Linked DNA regions of Gadus morhua: region 2 is linked to region 1. The links are chromatin contacts, called in public Hi-C maps. All regions are on one chromosome and are shown on one strand. The core of a region is the stretch at or near the end of the contact, and the rest is flanking DNA. Distances in the headings are between cores, read along the strand shown.

Region 1 (3,487 bases), core at 752-3,251:
TCTAAAGGAGCCATCTCCACTGTGAAGGTCACTGTCACTGTTGTAGGATGGTCACCTTTGTGGTTATAGGATGTCACAGTGATAGTCACTTTTATGGTCAGTGTGGTGGTCAATGTGAAGGTCACTGTTATTGACTGGGATGTCACTGTGATGGTCACTGTTATTCGTTGTTTGATGTCACTGTGATGGGCACTATGATGGACACTCTTATAGTTGTAGGATGGTCACTCTAATGGTTGTAGGATGGCCACTGTTAGGTCACTGTGATGGTCACTGTAGTGGTCACTGTGATGGTCACTGTTCATTTTTATGATGGCAGTTTGACAGTCCCTGTGATGGTCACTGTTATAGATGTAGGATGGCATTGTGATGGGCACTGTGACGGTTGTAGGATAGTCACTGAGATGGTAACAGGGGATCAGGGCTGGACTGGACATCTAGCTGACAGAGCACTTTCCCATGCCATCCTTAAACGGCGCACCTTGGAAGAAAAGGAAGCCAAAATGGATAAGACAAAACACAAGGGAGGCATGAAAGAATCGTGGGCCAAAATAAGACAGGCCCTTCAAGCAGCTGCTGCAAAATGTGCCCCACCGACTGCATAGCCCTCTTGAGCACCCCTGGTCCAAAGGACTGGACTACCATTTTTTTTTGTACATTTTGGCTCAGACCAAGGCCTCCTGCCAGGAGGATTCTGTTGTCTGGTTTCTGTTGTTTCTGTGTGTCTGCCGGCACCAAAAGGGCGCTGTAACGCCCTAATGATTTACACTGTATTCATCAAACTAACTTTACAGCACACCTATCTAGACTAGGGAGAGAGATGAGTGGGACTAGAATCATCTCTCGTCCTCCTCATCCTCCTCAGTGTGCATTCCACCACCAGCATCATCATGGTCATGGAACGGTCGTGGGCTAGTCACTGATGGTCATGTGTTGGTTGCCATGGTGGCTGATTGTCATCAATAACAGCCCTATAACAAAGCAAAGAAAGGACAATTGAGTGCAAATAGCAGTTAGACTGCAGCCTATCTCAGGCGCTCCCTCATTCTCATGTAAGAAGCGGTCCCTGCCCTTCAGAGGCCAGCAATGCAGCCTGATTTCCAAATCTCTTAAGCAACACTGAATACACAATTGCAAATAACGATGTTAAGACTGGATCCAGTGCGCACCATGTAACAGTGTAGTCCAGTCCATCAAGTCCACCTGTGATGAGGTCATGACCCGGACTACGGACTAGAAGATAGAAGGAAGACAGACCCGTTGCAAGAGGTACCTTCACCTTTCGCAGAGTCCCTGACCGAGCTCAAATGAATTAAGATCCTTCTCCATCTCTGGAAGAATAGTTTTGTTTTCAGAATTTACTTTAAAGCACTTTTCAGAGGTGTTCGAAAGGTGTTCAGAAGTGCATGATTATGAACTGAACAATGTAACATTTGGATGTTGGTTTTCAGTGACTGAAGATTATGATGTCATAGCGGCATATCTATATATTTATATATATATATGTATAGATAGTTATAAAGATATACTTTTTTATATATATATATGCAGAGGACATCCGGACCTTTCACATATTAATTCACTAGTAGGTCTTCAGGGTAATCTACAGCATTCAAAGACATTTATTATTTCTTAATAAATGTATACTCTTTTGGATTGTCTGTGTGTGCGTGTGCATGTGAGTTTGTTTGTGTTTGAGTGTGTTTGTTTGTGTGTGTCTGCGTGTGCGTGTTTGTCTTTTTTTGTTGTGTTTGTCCTACAGTTTTCAGTTGTCATTTGATAGGTCCCGTATATATTTTTTGTTTGTGTGTGTCTGCGTGTGCGTCTTCCTGTGCGTGTATACGTGTGCGTGTGCGTGTGCGTGTGTGTGTGTATGCATGTTTGTCTTGTTTTGTTGTGTTTGGCCAACAGTTTCAGTCGTCTTTTGATAGGTCTCCTATTATTAAGACCCGCCTACTTGTCTGATTGGGAGTTCTGATTGGCTTTTAACTAAACACAAGACTTCCGCAAACCCTGGCCACTGTGTTTACGTTTTACAACAGAGCTCCCTGGATTTACCAAACTAATACGACAACGAAGGCAACCATTGACAAAGAGCATATTGGTTCGTGATTTATCCATGAAAGACTATATTTCAATTACTTCACGTGTGACCGCTATTTTGATACTTTGCGAGCAATTGGGGTTAACTGAACGTGGCTAGCTGTTCCATCTTGCTAGGTTAATGCAATGATTATCAAACTAAAGTTAATACAGGGAATTGGGTCAGATAACGGAATGGTAATTTGCACTCCATGCTGATTAATATTCACTGTTTGGTGTTGCAGCTGCTCGCATTAGGCACACATAATAAGCGTTAAGTGGCTAATGTAGCAATTTAGCCTTGTTGTCCAGAGGAGCTGTCCAACATCACAATGATAACCCTGATAACGTTCACCGTTTTGGGTTATGACAACTCCACACAAGTCTTCTCATAGCTTAAAGGGTGGTTTGCTAATCGGTTTCTGGTAATAATGAGCAGTACGTTGTCTTGCATTATAGCATCGTTAAATTCACTAGTACGTTGTTTACTTTTTTATGCTTCTTTTACATGGTTGTTCATTTAGAACTTTATGTTGGTATAGGAGCACATGTGTTTTATTGCATGCAATGAATTTGGTGACCCAAAGGAAACCTAAGCACTAGATTATGAATTAAGATAGATATAGTCTAACCCCGAGCTTACTATACTGCAACTTACCCTGAATTTACTATTCTACAACTACCAATAATCACAATGGTATAATAATGATAACAATAAGGTTATGCCTTCAGTCAGAACTTCTCTTTGAAAACCTGCTTAAAAGTCTTCATAGCAGGTTCATCTTAAACTGCTATTTGGTTTCCCCTCTTATCACATAAAATGCTTAGATTTAAATATGTAATCGTTTTGTCCTTAATTTAGGATAAACAAAATACAAGCCAGCATGGCATCTGACTCCCCACGCAGACCAAGTCGCTGCGCTGGAGGAGTTGTGGTGCGAGCTCAAGCTGCCACGTAAGTAGAGTTTTCTTCTTTTATATTTTCCATCGATACCCCTGTGTTGAAGCAGCTGTTTAGATAGGATGTATGCCTTCATGTTCTATCATGTCAGTTCTATCTGCCACAGTTTCTCTACTCAATATATGTTATCCCCTTTAGTTCAATAGTTTATTTTGTTTGTTTACAGCCTAAAGTGCATTTGTGTGATTTAAGGTTTGCTCACTTTAACTGTTTGTGTTAGTATCAAATGTGTCTCACTTGAGATCAGTGTTAGTACACTTACATTGCATATCTGTAGGAACTGAATCTAAATTATTTATGTGGATAAGTACTTCCCAGATACATTCCTTGCGGTTTGATGGACACACATTTTTCGTGCCTACCTCACCGGTTCACTAATAACATGGGGGTATCCTTTACAATGTAAAGTCAGCCAAACATTTTGAATGGGTCACTGGTCAAAGT
Region 2 (3,166 bases), core at 392-2,891, 310 kb after region 1:
CTTGTATAAAAAAGAAGCTTAATACCTTCTGATCCGAAGATGGAGTGCGAAGGCGCTTCCTGTCTGGTTGAAAGTCATCGTCTTTCTCAGGGTCCGGGCTGACAGATGTCTGTGGCAGAGGAGCCGAGACAAACGACTCAGTTTTGGGAACGAGCGTATCTGACAAGGATGCAAAATCAGGGTGAAGTTCTGAATATACATTTGTTTTAATGACATATTAAAAGCTGTGAATATAACAATTAAAAAGTGTCAAAAAAGATGTTAGGGACATACTTGTAGGTGTACATTGTTGTAGCACCACTACAGTCATAAATAAGAATATAATTAAGGATAATTATTTACCACTTTGCGGGGGTGATTGATGTTGCACCACCACTTTCTCAGGGGACAGTGTGAGGTCCACCACATTAGGCTTGGGCAGTTTTGGGGCACAGGGAGCCTTAGTGTGACAACTACATTGACAGGGGGTAGCACCCTCTGACTCCTTTGAAACAGCCTGTGTTTTCTCCTCTGAGCAGCATTTGCCCTCCTGGGGGCTTCCTCCTGGTTCAGGTTTGGCTGTCACAACAAGCAAGTTCGCACAATTAACCTTCAGTCACCTTCACTTTAAGTAATTATTAACCTTTCCAAACAAATGCCATTAGTCCATAAAAATCCCATAAAGGTGTATTTAATTCAGCTTTTTTTTTTACGAAATTGTTTTTGATTCAAATGCTGATACAAAGCTCACAATGGATTAATCATACTGCTCGCCACCCTGACAGACAAATTGTGTTTGAAAGGGGATGAGAAGTTACATTTCTTGGGACTCTCCTACCGTATTGAGCCTGCTGCCAGGCAAGAGCTGAGCACAACAGAGCCAAGCTCTTCCCACTTCCTGTAGGACTCTCCAGTAGACAGTGCTGGCTGTGGTTAAGCCCTCGAACAATCTGCAGATTTAGAAGACAATATATTAATATACTGCTCATACCATAGGAATAATACCAATACATCAGCAGTGCATATTAATACACTATTGATAGTATGTTATCAATCCTGTGGCGTATTCGTGGTAGATTGATCACTCCTTGTCACTTTCTTTTATTTCAAGTGGTGACCAAGTGAAACTGAAAGTGACTGAGGCTCACCGAGTTCATCATGGCCAGCTGGGAGGGATAAGCTTTGCAGGGGAACTGAATCTTGACCCCTCCGATGGTGTATTCCACTGGGGGAGCAGCCATGTTTATCTGCGTCCTGTCCAATAGTAGGGAACTACAATACGGTGAAGGGCAAAAACACCAACCAACAAATCAATTTAACAGGTGTGAACGTAATAAACGTAGTGGCCGCCGTTTAATATTATTGCAGTTACTTTAATTGTGACTGTCAACGGTAAACCTTATAAATACCTACACATTACTTTAAAATGTAACCTACCTGAGCTGGGAGTTTGAGGTTAAGTTCGCAAACGTCAACTCCCTAGAAAGGATAAGAGTGCATACGATAGGGTATAACTAAACAGTTGACAACCGAACTACATTGCGCTGCATCCTTCATGTCATTCAGTGTAATTTTCCACCTATCAGACAATGTTTTCATGGTATATCATCATAACGCTGGTGAGTCTTCCCGCCATTCGATACACGGAAGCGTCACAGCGGATATGACGTTGGTAAACACAGTTACGTCCATGCTTCAGCATCCATGCGTTTATTTAATTTTTCTGCAGTCAACGGTTGGCTGGCATTCGCAGAAGGGCGAGAAATAATCAAATGCACGTCATTCTTGTAGTCAACCAGCAGATTCAATTGAATAACAATTTTAGCAACAAAATCGGCCTAGGCAGACAGAATCAGAATGCAGCAGCGCCCCCTGGCGTTCAATCAGCCGCTGACATGCGCAGTGCAGGCCCATTTCATTCATGGTGCACGGTGTTAATATAATTACATAATGATATATTATATAATTTTTATTGTTATTATACATGCTTCATATGCAGCGAGTCTCCGGTCATTCCCAGGGATAACGATGGTAGCCCAATGCTGGAAATATAGCTACATATATTATGAATTGTTAAATTTCTGTTGTTTAACAAGTTACCGGAAAAAATTAAAAATTGTATTTGGGATGCATCTCTTATTATGCACCAAACCACTTATTAAAACAAAGATTCCTAACGGCTACTCTTGGAGAGTAGCTGTATATATTATATATATATATATATATATATATATATATATATATATAGAGATATATATATATATATATATATATATATATAGATATATATATATATATATATATATACACATATATATATGCCAAAACATACAATTATTATACATAGATTGAATCATTTCAATATTTTCTTTACAGATTATTTTATTATATTCACATTTAAATTGTACACATGCACTTATTGGAGTATGGGGTGCATTTGCCACGGTAAGCAGTGGTTTAACCAAATATAACAACTTTTTAGATAAAAAAAAGAATAGTAGACCTTATCTTATAATCATTAAGATATACTACAGCGAGGCAAAATTATCTAGCAGAGACTGTCATAAACACATTAATACCTCAAGTCAAGATTTCAGCTAAATCAAACAATGCTACAAATTTTCTTGATAAAAATTGCACTTTGTTGTATCAAAAATCCACAGCTCTCACTTAACATCATCTTCTGAATTAGGAAAGACAATTGTGTTTGGCATTAATCTCTGCTCTGCCGAAAGCAAATATTAAATGATCAGTTGTGATATTCTATGTCGATCAGATCAATGCATTTTCTGATGACGGTAAGGCCATGATTCTGTACACTTTAAGAAATAAATACTCCACTTATTTAAAAGACAGCATTCTACAGGAACAAATCACTGGTCCCATCCGCTTAAAACTTTGTTTGCTTTTCCTTGCTTATCCCAGGTACAACAACTGAACAGAATAATAAACCGACACATCAATACACAAACAGCTAACATAATGACAAACAAAACTAGAACCCACGCTGTTCGGGTAACTAAGTTGTAAGCAAAAATACAAATGATCAGAACAACAATTGAATTTCACACAATATCAATATATATCCAGGTGCCACAAACGCATGCCTCTTGTGCTTTTTTAGTGAATGTGGAGTTCTGCAGGTTGAAGCGTGGTCAAAGTTCAAATAAATAGCCTCTGGTGGGGT

What was found. Hi-C and Micro-C count contacts between places; a contact is called where the count stands out from the background.
Region 2: a Hi-C map of blood shows a contact between it and region 1, with 4 times the contacts expected there. The contact joins the promoter of brip1 here to the promoter of bcas3 in region 1. A contact is called at or near these places in 3 of 6 Hi-C or Micro-C datasets (blood and gill).

What each region holds. Positions count from the first base shown.
Region 1 is chr16:23,443,131-23,446,617 of gadMor3.0, forward strand. It overlaps bcas3 (BCAS3 microtubule associated cell migration factor), which reads left to right and starts at 2,002. Exons shown (of 24, transcript XM_030381779.1): 1 at 2,002-2,104; 2 at 2,945-3,037. The coding sequence starts at 2,967.
Region 2 is chr16:23,753,046-23,756,211 of gadMor3.0, forward strand. brip1 (BRCA1 interacting helicase 1) reads right to left here and starts at 1,642. Exons shown (of 20, transcript XM_030381476.1): 1 at 1,417-1,642; 2 at 1,128-1,251; 3 at 818-929; 4 at 343-558; 5 at 26-159. The coding sequence starts at 1,220. It overlaps ppm1da (protein phosphatase, Mg2+/Mn2+ dependent, 1Da), which reads right to left. Exons shown (of 6, transcript XM_030381707.1): 6 at 2,342-3,166.